Linked DNA regions of Mus musculus: all the other regions are linked to region 2. Evidence: chromatin contacts called from public promoter capture Hi-C data. All regions are on one chromosome and are shown on one strand. Each heading gives the region's core, a stretch centred on a gene start, on an enhancer-like site or on the middle of the called end of the contact. The rest is flanking DNA. Distances are from core to core; before and after follow the strand shown.

Region 1 (3,077 bases), core at 284-2,783, 1.0 Mb before region 2:
GACCAAGACCACCTGCTCATCCAGACTCTTTTAAGGCATCCTCTTTTGCACCAACTTCCGGACACACTTCAGAGCCCTGGCAGTCAAGACATTCCTGCGGTTCCTCTTCCCTAGGGGGCCAGGTCCAGGCCGGGCTGGGCTTTCTCTCCTTTTGTCTTTTGACCAGTCTACTCTTTTTTAAGTAGAAAAGGGCCCAGGAAGTGTTAAGACTTGAAGTTCCCCAAATAGTCGCCATTTGCCCATTTACTCACTAACCAGGAAGAAGGGCAGGAGGAAAGCTGTGTTTAACAGGAGTTAGAACCCCAGAGGCAAGAGACCTGTGGAGATTCATTCATTCATTCATTCAACCAACTTGTATTGAGTTAATTCCTTTTGATGCTAGCCTCCCTGTGGACCTGTGCTCCTAGAGAGATGTGGCTTCCAGTTTCCATCTAGATGGAAGATGGAAGCCACCTCTGCCCCGCTAGGAGATGCAGACAAGACTATACAAAACAATCTCAGATGGGTTTCAGTGTTATAGGATTTGAAGACTGTTCTGTTTGGTGATAAGAAAGCCTCTTCTTGTGACAGATCTGGGGAAACAAAGTCTGAAAGGAGGAAAGAGGCCAAAGCTTTCCTTAGAAGGACAATGCTTGGTGTGTAGGAGGAGCAGCAAAGCAGAAGAGGTTGGAGTGAAGTCAGGGAGCCAACAAAATAAAAGATCCGTGAAAGCTGAGCCTGCACGTGCTAGGCCTTGTATCGAGCCGAGCCTTTGCAATCATTCGATTTGTTTATCCCTTTAACATATATTTATTTAGTGTCTACTTTAGTGATCACCATCTAATGTATGGAGACAGACAAGCAGGAAAACAAATAAACATGAACGCCAGGTGCCTATCATAAGTATTTGTGTTTCTCCAGTGGTTCAGCGTGGGCCTTTTGGCCGAGGCAGCCCTAAGCTGCAGGGTAGGGCTCCTCCCCAGCTGGCACGAGGAACCCAGGTAGTTGGGGGAACATGTATGCTTTTTCTTCCTCCAAGGCCTCCTCTCCCCTCAAGATGGCTGACAAAGGCCAAGCTAGGTGAAAGCAGGAAGCAGAACGGGGGTCCCCAGCGGGTGACCCATAGGGCCACTACAGCGCCCTGGACAGCTTTGCAGCGGAGGGATGGTCGAAAAGCCAATGCAGGGTTGCTGTGTGACTCCAGCAGGAGCTCTTCCCTCTCTGGGCCGCTCATCCAGACCTGTGAATGTGCTTGTATGTGCGTGTGTGCATCTGATCTGGATTGGGGGACAGGAAAGGGGGTGTCTCAGGTGGAGAGGGCTGGGAGCTATCCGTGGGCTCTGGTCATCTAGGAGGGTGACCCGCAAGGCATAGGGGGCCCAGGGGAGGCTCCCGAGGAGGCAGGGCGAGGAAGCTCGGGAGGGATTTCAAATCTCCCTCGCCCGTCCCCTAGGCCCGGCCGGCCGGTGAGTGGCTGCGGCGGGGGCGCCCCCCGGGCGGGGGCGGGGCCAGGGCCGGGCCCGGGCTACAAGGGCAGCGGCGCCGCCCCCTCCCCACCCACTCCCGTGCGCGCCCGGCCCGTAGCGTCCTCGTCGCCGCCCCTCGTCTCGCAGCCGCAGCCCGCGTGGACGCTCTCGCCTGAGCGCCGCGGACTAGCCCGGGTGGCCCACTGGCGCGCGGGCGAGCGCACGGGCGCTCCAGTCCGGCAGCGCCGGGGTTAAGCGGCCCAAGTAAACGTAGCGCAGCGATCGGCGCCGGAGATTCGCGAACCCGACACTCCGCGCCGCCCGCCGGCCAGGACCCGCGGCGCGATCGCGGCGCCGCGCTACAGCCAGCCTCACGACAGGTGAGCGCCACGCGCCCCTCGTGGGCTGGGACCTGGTGGTTGGGGCTGTGTGGGTTCCGGGACGACAGGTCCCCTGGTGGCGCCTGGATGTTTGCCGGGGTTGGGGAGAACGGGGCGCGTGGCGCTTAGCGGGACGGGGACACGGGACTGGGCACGGGGACAGAGGAAGCGAAGTCCCCGCTGCACTCCGCCACTCTGAAGAGTTGAGGGAAGGAGACCTGCAGCAACTTTTCTGGAGTGTAGAGTTGAGAACACTTGGGAGCGGAGTGGGGCCCGAGCGGTGGCTGTCCCCGGGACCCAAAGTCCTTACCTAGCCCAGTTCTTACCCAGAGCCTCCTCGGGGAGGAAAGGCTGGGATGTAGAGGCAGAAGTTGTTTTGTCAATGTAGTAGTGGTTGTGGATCCGTTCTGACTTGGAACCTCGCACTCCCAGGTTGGGATGGCGCTCTGGGTACCGGCAAGTGGGGATGCTAGATGGGCGTTGTCCCCGGGGTCCTCCGGAGCGGAGCCTCTTGTGCTGCAGCGTTGCCGGCTGCTGGGAGGGGCTGGCTGAGCACACCTGGCCGGGGAGGAGCCAGCGGGGGGCGGTTCCTCACCTTGCCGGCTGCCCTAGGGGCTCACTTTCCATTCTTAGCCTTCTTCCGGGGTGAGGTGGCCCCACTACCTAGTCCATACACTGAGTCCTTAATTATAAAATGACCCTCTGCCTCCACTTCCTAGCGGTTAATCGTCCGTGCTTCAGGGATTGCTTAGGGATACCTGTGGAATCCGTCCAGGCTAGAGGTTGCAATCAAAGCGGAGACCTACTTACTGCGTTCCCAAGGTTGGACTGCACGGAGGGGAAGAGTTTCTTGCTCCAGTCTCACCTGTGGCAGCGGCAGTCCTGTGATCTCCATGCCTCTGCCTGTGATTCCCTGTGATTTCTGCTTTGCACTCGGAAGCATATGAATTAAAATGAATTAAGGCCTCAGTAGAGTGCTTCCGGACTTGTGGATGTTGTGGGCTTTGGGCTGGTGACACTCACCGACCTTCCTCTGTCCACCAGGCCCGCTGAGGCTTGTGCCAGACCTTGGAAACCTCAGGTATATACCTTTCCAGACGCGGGATCTCCCCTCCCCCATCCATAGTGCCTTGGGACCAAATCCAGGGCCTTCTTTCAGGTAAGCTACCCACCACCACTGCATTACACCTCCCAGCTTCAAGGTAAACTTCCGTAAGGTTGGTAATACACCAAGCACCATCTTTATTGTGTG
Region 2 (2,819 bases), core at 122-2,621:
GTAAGAGTATTTAAGTTAAATTTGAGTTTTCTAATATAATCCCCCCAAACATGACTTTCTATACTCCTAGAGTGTCTTACTATTATTGTGACCAAAGCAACTCGGGGAGGAAATGGTTTACTGAGCTTATACTTCCATATCATTGATCATCATGAAAGCAGGTCAGAACTCAAACAGACAGGAGGTTTTTTCTTTTTCTTTCTTTCTTTCTTTCTTTCTTTCTTTCTTTCTTTTTTTTTTTTCAGTGCCAGAAATACAATTACATTCAGGAGGTTTTTTCAAGTCAGGGTTTCTCTGTATAGCCCTGGCTGTCCTGGAACTCAGTCTGTAGACTAGGCTGGCCTATAACTCAGAAATCTACCTGCCTCTGCCTTTGCCTCTGGGATTAAAGGCATGTGCCACCACATGGCAGCCCTCTTATCTCAGCCTTTCAAAAGATGTGAGATTATAGGCATGAATTGCCAAGTCCTGTTTAAAACACACATCTTTATTTGAGTGCCTGTAGTCAGCTGGGCCCTTTATATTCCTATCTCACTTACAAACTCTTTTAAGAGGACTTGTGACAATTTCAAATTTACAGCTTTGGAAAGCAAGAGGAAGTAAGTATCTAAATGAATATTCGAGGCTGATTTTGAAGCTTTGCTGTTGAATTACACTGCCAAGGTGGTTAGTCTATTTTAGGTTTCAGAAGGTCTCTTAGGTGAATAAAGAGAATGACAGCTCATCCAAGTAGAGAGAACTGACCGGTCTGGTAAAGTAAGCTAGTTAGACAGCCAGTTTCCTGGGCTTGATTCACTGACATATAAATTAGGAACAGCACAGATCCAACACTTCAGAGGCAGAGACAGGCCAGCCTCTGATCCTTAGGAACTTCAAGGCCAGCTTAGGCTACATGAAAGTCTGGTTCCAAAACAGACACACAAAATAGGAACAGCATTATCTGTTGTAAACTGCTTTAAGAATCAAATGTGATTATGATTGTAAAGTACTATGTTCCAGAGATCATAGAAAATGAGTGATGTTGTTATCACTATTACTTCCCGTGCTGTGAATTAGGTCCAGGGTTCTATCACGGACCAGCACAACGAACCCCTCTTTTTGTAATAGTTATTTCTTCTCTTCCTGGTCTTTCATCTCTACGGAACACATTCCAAAGAGACTACATTTTCCAGCATGCCACATTGCCCTTTGACCTCTGCGAGACTAAAAAGATGCGCCATAGTACGCCAGGAGCCGGAAAACTCAGACTCCCGGCTTGCAGCGCGCGGTCCTCCCTTAGACTCGAGGGGCTGCGGGCGCGTGGTGCTCTGGGAGCTGTAGTCAGCGGCGCGTTGCCCTGACGCCGGCCGGGCCCGGGCGTGGGGGCCTGTGGGAGGTGGCGCGGCCGGGCCCAGCTGCGGGGCGGAGGTGGAGGCGAGGCCTGCGGCTGCGGGGAGCGGCAGGCCGGGAGTGGGCGCGGGAGCCGAGCCGAGCCGAGCCGAGCCGAGCCGGAGTGGGCGCCGGAGGCCGGCGCGGCGAGCAGCAACCATGTCGGTGTTCGGGAAGCTGTTCGGGGCTGGAGGGGGTAAGGCGGGCAAGGGCGGCCCGACCCCCCAGGAGGCCATCCAGCGGCTTCGGGACACGGAGGAGATGTTAAGCAAGAAGCAGGAGTTCCTGGAGAAGAAAATCGAACAGGAGCTGACGGCTGCCAAGAAGCACGGCACCAAAAATAAACGCGGTGAGACGGCTGGGGCCCCATCAGACTCTCCACTGGCTCTCCTAAGGCTCCCCAGGCCCGGACTCCACTTTGTCTAACTCGTTTCGGGGTCTCTCTCGACTCTGGAACTCTCCGGCCAGACTTCTTTCGTTGTCCAGCCGAGCCGGGGATCCCTTTCCATCTGACTCCTTCTGGGTCTCCTTGAGCCGGTTCACTTGCATCATCAGACTCCCTTCAAACTCTCCCTACCCTGGCAGGCCTCTTCTGACCCAGATCTCACAGCACTTTAACTTTGCTCAGTCTGTTCCACTCTGTTCCATTGTATTCTTTTCTCTTTGGCCTCACCCATCTTCCCAGCCACTGCCTCTACCCCCACCTTGGTTCATTTCTTTGCCCCACCCTATCATTTATGTGTTTCTTGGTCCACCTCTGTCCTCTCCTGAGCCCTTGGTGACGTCTGAGCTGCCTTCTGCCCCTGACTTAGGAGTCTTCTTGAGAAGCTTCCTTTATGGAGAAAAAAGAGAACTGGGGAGTGAAGAGACCCTCTGGGACCCGCTCTGTCTGTTCACTTGTTGAGTGTACTTGTTAAGTTTTGAGTTCCACATCCACCGGCTAGGAGCTGGCCACTGGAAGACCTAAGATGTCGATAACCCTGTGATTCTCAGAGCTTCCGTGTTGTAAGCCTTACCCTCTTGTGACTCACCACTTCCCCGTTCCTCCTGAACCAGAAATGACGAGGACTCTGCCTCTGTTGACCCAGTCCTGTTGTTGATTGGAACTTGAAAGCTTCTTTGCTTCCTGTCTAGGAATCGAAACTGTCTAGGAAGTACCTTGTAGTTTTCTTCAGTGAGATGGATGTGAAAATGTGTGAATGACTGTAAAGAAAGTCAAAATGCTCATGTGTGTTTTTGTTACAACAATGTGAGCATGAATCATAGCGTGACAGGTCACCCCTTGAGAGTGGGCCGAAGTTGAGAGATAGAGAGAGGTGGGGGGGGGGGGCTGGCTTAGGAATCATGCAAACAAGTATTTAACCCAGAAGGTTACCAGGGAAATTTCTTCCGGGACTGTGACCTTTAGTGGATTTATCCTCCTAAGAGTGTTTATAATATCCAGTACTAGT
Region 3 (2,798 bases), core at 216-2,715, 1.1 Mb after region 2:
TCTACTCATCCCTGTGCCCACCCATCTCTAAGACCGTGCAGTAGCTCCCAGTTTCCAGAGGTCTAACTCCTAGCTCCTTGCCACCTCCCCCAGGCTAGTCCTCGCCAGGAGGACTCCAGATCTGTGAAAATGCCATAGTCCACCTTCTGCACTGCCCATCACCTCCTTTCATGTCCTTTGTCACCTCATCCTTTACCATCCTAGCAGACAAGATGTGCTTTGAGGCCAGAGCACTCCAGCTGCACCCTTATGAATCATGTATGTTTGGCAAACTTATCCAGAGCCTCCTCTTTATCCTAAAGTGGTTTACGATAACAACCTGTTTTCACGGAGCTTCTCACAGGACTTCGGGAGGAATAATTCAGTGACGGGCTTAGCCCGATGCCTGGGATGTAGTAGGCATTCAATAACTAGTAGCTGGTGTTGGGATCTGTGTGTCCTTTTATGGAGGCTCTCATCATGCTCTGCCTTGGGAGAGGACTAACACGGAACACTTATTAAATTCTGAGGCACGACGGTACACAGGAGTAGTGAGGGCAACATTTTATAAAACGGAGATGAGCCAGTGCTTGCACACAGGTCTGTGTATGTCCCTGTTCCACACCTCCAAACTACCAAACAACCACAACGTACACATTATCTCTGTAGATCTCTGTAGTCACCCCATAGGGACCCACAGACACCACACACACACACACACACTGCCCCGACCCTCCCCCTTGTTTAATTCCAGCCTTTCCTCCAGAGCATTGGTAGAGCCCCACTGTCTCCTACATACCTACCTCCGGCCTCCCTAAGCCGGGACCCCTGGAATCCTTTCTGATACTTGGTATCCTGTTTGTCTCAGTGCTTACGGTTTCTCACTAGGTGTAACCTTCTACACCTTGGCCCAGGAGCCTCCCTTTTCACTTTAGTAGCCCCAGAAGCCCAGGGCACTGCTGGTGTTCCATAGAAGGTGTTCCACAAATGTGGGACATTCAGGGGGTGGGTGATCCCTCTCCCTCTGAGGGGTAAAGGAGCGAACTTCCCAGAGGGGTCTCCCGACCCCAGTGAAGCACTGCCCAGGTTTGCTCTTCTTGGTTCTCAGCACCACCCCTCTTAAGCCCCCGAAACCCTTTCTCCGATGTCAAGCATTTTTGAGCTCGTTTTCTTCCAAACCCGGCGGTCTCCCCAGACCCCTTTTCTCCAGTGTTAAGCCTCAGCCCTTCTCCCCCAGGGCTAGCCTGGGGTTACAGACCCGGGGCCCGGCCAGCCGCCCTAGGGCCAGAATTATTTATCTGGCCTCTTCACCCTCCCTCAGGGTTGCCCTCTTTGCACCCGGGGCCTGGAGCGAGCGCCTCCCGCAGCCCCGCCGCTGCCGCCTCCCGCAGGTCCCGTTCGGGCGCTGCCCCCGCGCCCCCGGCCGCCCCTCGCCGGGGCGGGGCGCGCGGAGGCGGGGGCGCGCGGCGGCCGAGGCGGCGGCGGCAGGCGGGCCAGGCGCGCGTCCGCGGCGCCGTGACTCGGCGGCTCCGCAGCGGCTGCAGCGGGAGGACCCGGCCGGAGCCGCCGCCGCCGCCGCCGCCATCGCAGCCGGGCGGCCGGGCCCCCGCCGCCGGGATGCCGAGGAGCCGGGGCGGCCGCGCTGCGCCGGGCCAGGCCTCGCGCTGGAGCGGCTGGCGGGCCCCGGGGCGGCTGCTGCCGCTGCTGCCCGCGCTCTGCTGCCTCGCGGCGGCGGCGGGGGCCGGGAAGCCGGCCGGGGCGGACGCGCCCTTCGCTGGGCAGGTGGGCAGGCGCGCGGGGTCGAGGCCGGGGCCGGGGCTGGGCAGGGGGCGGCACCGACCGGGCCTGGTTCGGGGTGCCTGGCGCCGGGTCAGCGCGAGGGCCGGGCGGGGCCCGCGGGCCGGGCTCCGTTCAGCACCGCGGACAGAGGCAGCGGGCGGGGGCGGAGCGGAGGGTCGAGGTGGCCGCGGTGACGGTGGGGCGTGTGGCCTGCAAGGCTGTGTGTGAGGGAAACCGTACGCCTCGGAGTAAATAGTAAGCGCAGCCAGTGTGTTGTGGGCTGGAGGAGAAGCCGAGGATGTTGGAGCTGGAGAAGGGGGAGGGAAGAGGGCGAGGAAGGACCGGATCGCGGTCTTGGTAGCTGAAGGGCCGTCGGGATAGGCGAGATCAGCGTGGCCCCACCGGGCAGAGCTGAGGCCAACGGACCGTGGGGGGTGGGGGATTACAAGAAGGCACATTTCGGCCCAAGGCAGGAAGTTTTTAACAATTGGAGGTGCTCAGCCAGCCCAGGAGGCGGTGAGCTGCTCATCACTGGCATGTGCAAGTAGGAGCTCCAAGAGGGGATTGGATGGATGCATGCATAATGCCTGCATGGATACATGCATAATAACAACCGTGCACTATGGGCCAGACTTGGCGCTATGTTTGATAGGAATTAGCTTATTTAACCCCAGCATGTATCCTGTGAGCTTGTTGTAGCACCTGTCCCCATTTTACAGATGAGGATAGAGACCCTGAGAGCTTAAGCAATTCGCTCAAGGTCACAGAGCTAGTGGTTTGACTCTAGTCTGTTTCATGTTTAAGCCAGGACATTATGTCGTATAAGGTCCGGGACAGTTGTACTAATTTTGTTGCTGTCTCCCAGCCTAGAAGCCTGCAATTCTAAAAAAAAAAAAAAAAAATAATGTTGAACCAGTGTTAACGTTGCTGGAGGAAATTGGTGATTGCCTGAATTATCCCGAGAGAAGTGTGTTTGTTAAGTAGACAGGCTGTTTAGAAGAATCTGCCAGAACAGCAGTTTTTAACTGGGCAAGGGACTC
Region 4 (2,975 bases), core at 115-2,614, 1.0 Mb after region 2:
CTCATCCACTCACCTAATTCCTGCCCGTCCCTCTCCCATCAACACTGTTTGGTTCCTTATGTAGTCCTCAAAACTATATACAAAGCTATCTTGAAATTAAGCTAATGTTTTCAAAGTAAGTTCTGGGATCACCTGGGAGAAAGAAGAAAAAGTGAGAGGAGTCACCTATCCTCATCTATTTATTCTAAGGTTGTGCCCTATACACCCCCCTCCCCCGCAACACACAGACACACACCCTACACCACCACATGTATAGGACATCAATCATTACACTTAATAAGCTAGACACTAAACAGAACAATAACTGATTACCCTTCAGCCCTTATATGCACCTGAAATACACTAACACTTGACACATCTATCTCCTCTGAATTTGACAATAGCCTTAAAGGGTGAATTAAATGAGTAAACAACGGCCCTGAAAGGTAACTTGCCCGAGGGAGAAAGAGAATAGGGCTTTGAACTAAAGTTCTTCCCCCAAAGCATGTATCCCTACGCTAGTAAAAGAGTCTTCTGCACCCGTTGGAGCTCAGCCTAATGTGAGATACAGGCGTGAAAGGGCAGACAACAAAGAAATATGCAATTACAGGCAAAGAAAATAGAGCATCAGAAAACGAATTGGGTGATCTGATAGAATAACAACCGGGGGGCCTACTTTAGAAAAGGAGGAGGAACGTTGAGGCCTCTGGGAAGATGACATTTATCATAAGCTTGGGAACCGTTTGGGGGCGGGGGGGCGCTGCAGTGAAGAGGACCCCGTCCTGCTCACAAGGGGCAAACACGAGACCAGTAGAAGATGAAGCCAACTCGCCAAGGTCCTCCAGACACGCAGACGTGGCGCAGGGAAATGAGGATCTAGAAACTCGGCCCAGGGCTTAGACGCGCCATCAATACCCCAGGCAGCTCGACTCCACTCGGCCCAGACCCGCAGGCCTCCAAGCTGGCCACTGCCCTCCGTCCCAACGCGGCTGACAGCGTCCGGACCGCACACAGGACAGCGCCGCGGCCAGCCAAGGGGGATCTGGACGGTCCGCAGCGGCCTGGAAAGGCCTCTTCCCCGGCCCCTGGCCAGCTCCAGCCTGGCCCGCCCCGCCCCGCCCCTCCGGGCCGGCCTCGTACCTGCACCGCCCGGACCAGGCCTCGGCCGGTGAGCTGGCCCTGCCGCAGCTGCAGCAGGATGTTACCCGGCCGCGGTCGACCTCCCCAGCCGCCCCACGCCGCCGCGGTAGCTGCCAACCGCCTCCCCCGGCTGGCCCCAGCTCCAGCCGCTGCGGGCGCTGCCGCCATGTCTCCTCGTCCGACAAACAGGAAGCAAGCGGTCCCGGAGCCGTGTCGATTTCTACGGGGCGGCGGAGGACTCTCTACATCGCCCCTAGTGGACTGACGCGGAGGTGCAAGCCGCGTGGCAGGGACTGTGCGTGCCCCGACGCCTTATGGGAACTGTAGTCTTTACCGAGGGGGAGCAGGTAGCTGAGATGTGGCTCTTCCTGGCCCTCCAGTTTGCTGAGTGGGATACCTCCAGCATTTCTTCGAGGTTGCTCCAAGTGGAAAACCAGTCACTATGTGCACAAGCTCTCAAAATTTTCGCTAGCTGGAAATGATGCAAGCCCAGTGTCCAGGGAAAAATTCTAGGCCCTAGGCCAGAGTTGACACTTGACACGTGTCCCCTTCCTTTTACAATTGACTTTAGCCAAGTCACTACACATTACCCCTAGCCCTCAGTCCATTCAATATTTAGGTCCTGGGAGCCAGACTAGTCAACTAATATTTTTATTACAATTAACAAATATGTGCTTTATGTAAATGAGACGTAAAGGACCATCAATGCTATTGCTTATTCGAAGAAAATGGCGAAAAATATTTCATTTACAGATAGATGTCAAAAAATAGTTCCTAAAGGCACCAGCTGTACTCCTCATACTGAATATATAGGTGAGGTGGAGGGCGAGGTGATAAGCAGAACAGCAGAGGGCCCTGTTAGGGGACGAGGGTTTCAGGGGACCACAGCTAATCCACACAAACAAATGTAGTTATTTATTTGGCAAACTGTATCCCCTATCAAATAGAATATTGCCCTCATTTTCCCCGCAAGTAGAACTGAATTCACTGGCTCCGACAAACCTCGGAAGCAGGGTGGTGCTGACTCTCCCCACTTTCTCTTCTAGGAGGCTATCTTGTAACAAAAATAAGTTGAGTGTGCCAAATTAGGATGCCATGAAGTTTGCTACTTGTAACTAAGGTGGCTATAATTTGTTGCCCAAACCAAAAGTCCTTAAAAAGTGAAATGATGTAATAAGTAACTTGCAGTGGAACAACAGCAGGCATTTGAGATCGCTGCCAAGGCAAACTAGACTGTGACTGACATCTGCATGCTACTTGCAAGGTGTGGCTCCCACTCGCTCCAGCAGATCACTGCCTGGTGACCTGGTTTAAGACAAAGAAAATAGGATAAGGAGAGATGAGTCAGTGGGTAGAAGCACTGGCTGCCAAAACTGACGACCTAAGTTGTTGGGTCCAATGAACCCATGTTGGTGAAAGGAGAAAATAATTCCTCCAAACTGCCCTCTAATCAATCTCTCTCTCCCTCTCCCTCTCCCTCTCCCTCTCCCTCTCCCTCTCCCTCTCCCTCTCCCTCTCCCTCTCCCTCTCCCTCTCCCTCTCCCTCTCTCTCTCTCTCACACACACACACTTTAAATGTAATTTTTTTTGTTGTTTTGGGGTTTTTTTGTTTTTGTTTTTCAAGACAGGGTTTCTCTGTGTAGCCCTGGCTGTCCTAGAACTCACTCTGTAGACCAGGCTGGCCTCGAACTCAGAAATCTGCCTGCCTCTGCCTCCCAAGTTCTGGGATTAAAGGAACGTGCTACCACTATTCGGCTTAAATGTAATTTTTTAAAAAAGATTTATTTATTATTATACATAAGTACACTGTAGCTGTCTTCAGACACACCAGAAGAGGGTGTCAGATCTTATTACGG

What was found. Promoter capture Hi-C pulls out the DNA fragments that hold promoters and counts their contacts.
Region 1: a contact with region 2 is called in a promoter capture Hi-C map of hippocampal neurons, with 2.7 times the contacts expected there. The contact joins the promoter of Dnmt3b here to the promoter of Chmp4b in region 2. A contact is called at or near these places in 2 of 39 promoter capture datasets (hippocampal neurons and pre-B cells).
Region 3: a promoter capture Hi-C map of liver shows a contact between it and region 2, with 4 times the contacts expected there. The contact joins the promoter of Mmp24 here to the promoter of Chmp4b in region 2. A contact is called at or near these places in 5 of 39 promoter capture datasets (the 3T3-L1 cell line, hippocampal neurons, liver and 1 more).
Region 4: a contact with region 2 is called in a promoter capture Hi-C map of pre-B cells, with 5 times the contacts expected there. The contact joins the promoter of Trpc4ap here to the promoter of Chmp4b in region 2. A contact is called at or near these places in 10 of 39 promoter capture datasets (the 3T3-L1 cell line, 3T3-L1-derived adipocytes, the C10 cell line and 7 more).

The regions. Positions count from the first base shown.
Region 1 is chr2:153,647,916-153,650,992 of GRCm38.p6, forward strand. It overlaps Dnmt3b (DNA methyltransferase 3B), which reads left to right and starts at 1,534. Exons shown (of 23, transcript NM_001271744.1): 1 at 1,534-1,825.
Region 2 is chr2:154,655,655-154,658,473 of GRCm38.p6, forward strand. It overlaps Chmp4b (charged multivesicular body protein 4B), which reads left to right and starts at 1,372. Exons shown (of 5, transcript NM_029362.3): 1 at 1,372-1,717. The coding sequence starts at 1,528.
Region 3 is chr2:155,773,877-155,776,674 of GRCm38.p6, forward strand. Mmp24 (matrix metallopeptidase 24) reads left to right here and starts at 1,466. Exons shown (of 9, transcript NM_010808.4): 1 at 1,466-1,761. The coding sequence starts at 1,597.
Region 4 is chr2:155,691,020-155,693,994 of GRCm38.p6, forward strand. Trpc4ap (transient receptor potential cation channel, subfamily C, member 4 associated protein) reads right to left here and starts at 1,365. Exons shown (of 19, transcript NM_001163452.1): 1 at 1,120-1,365. The coding sequence starts at 1,287.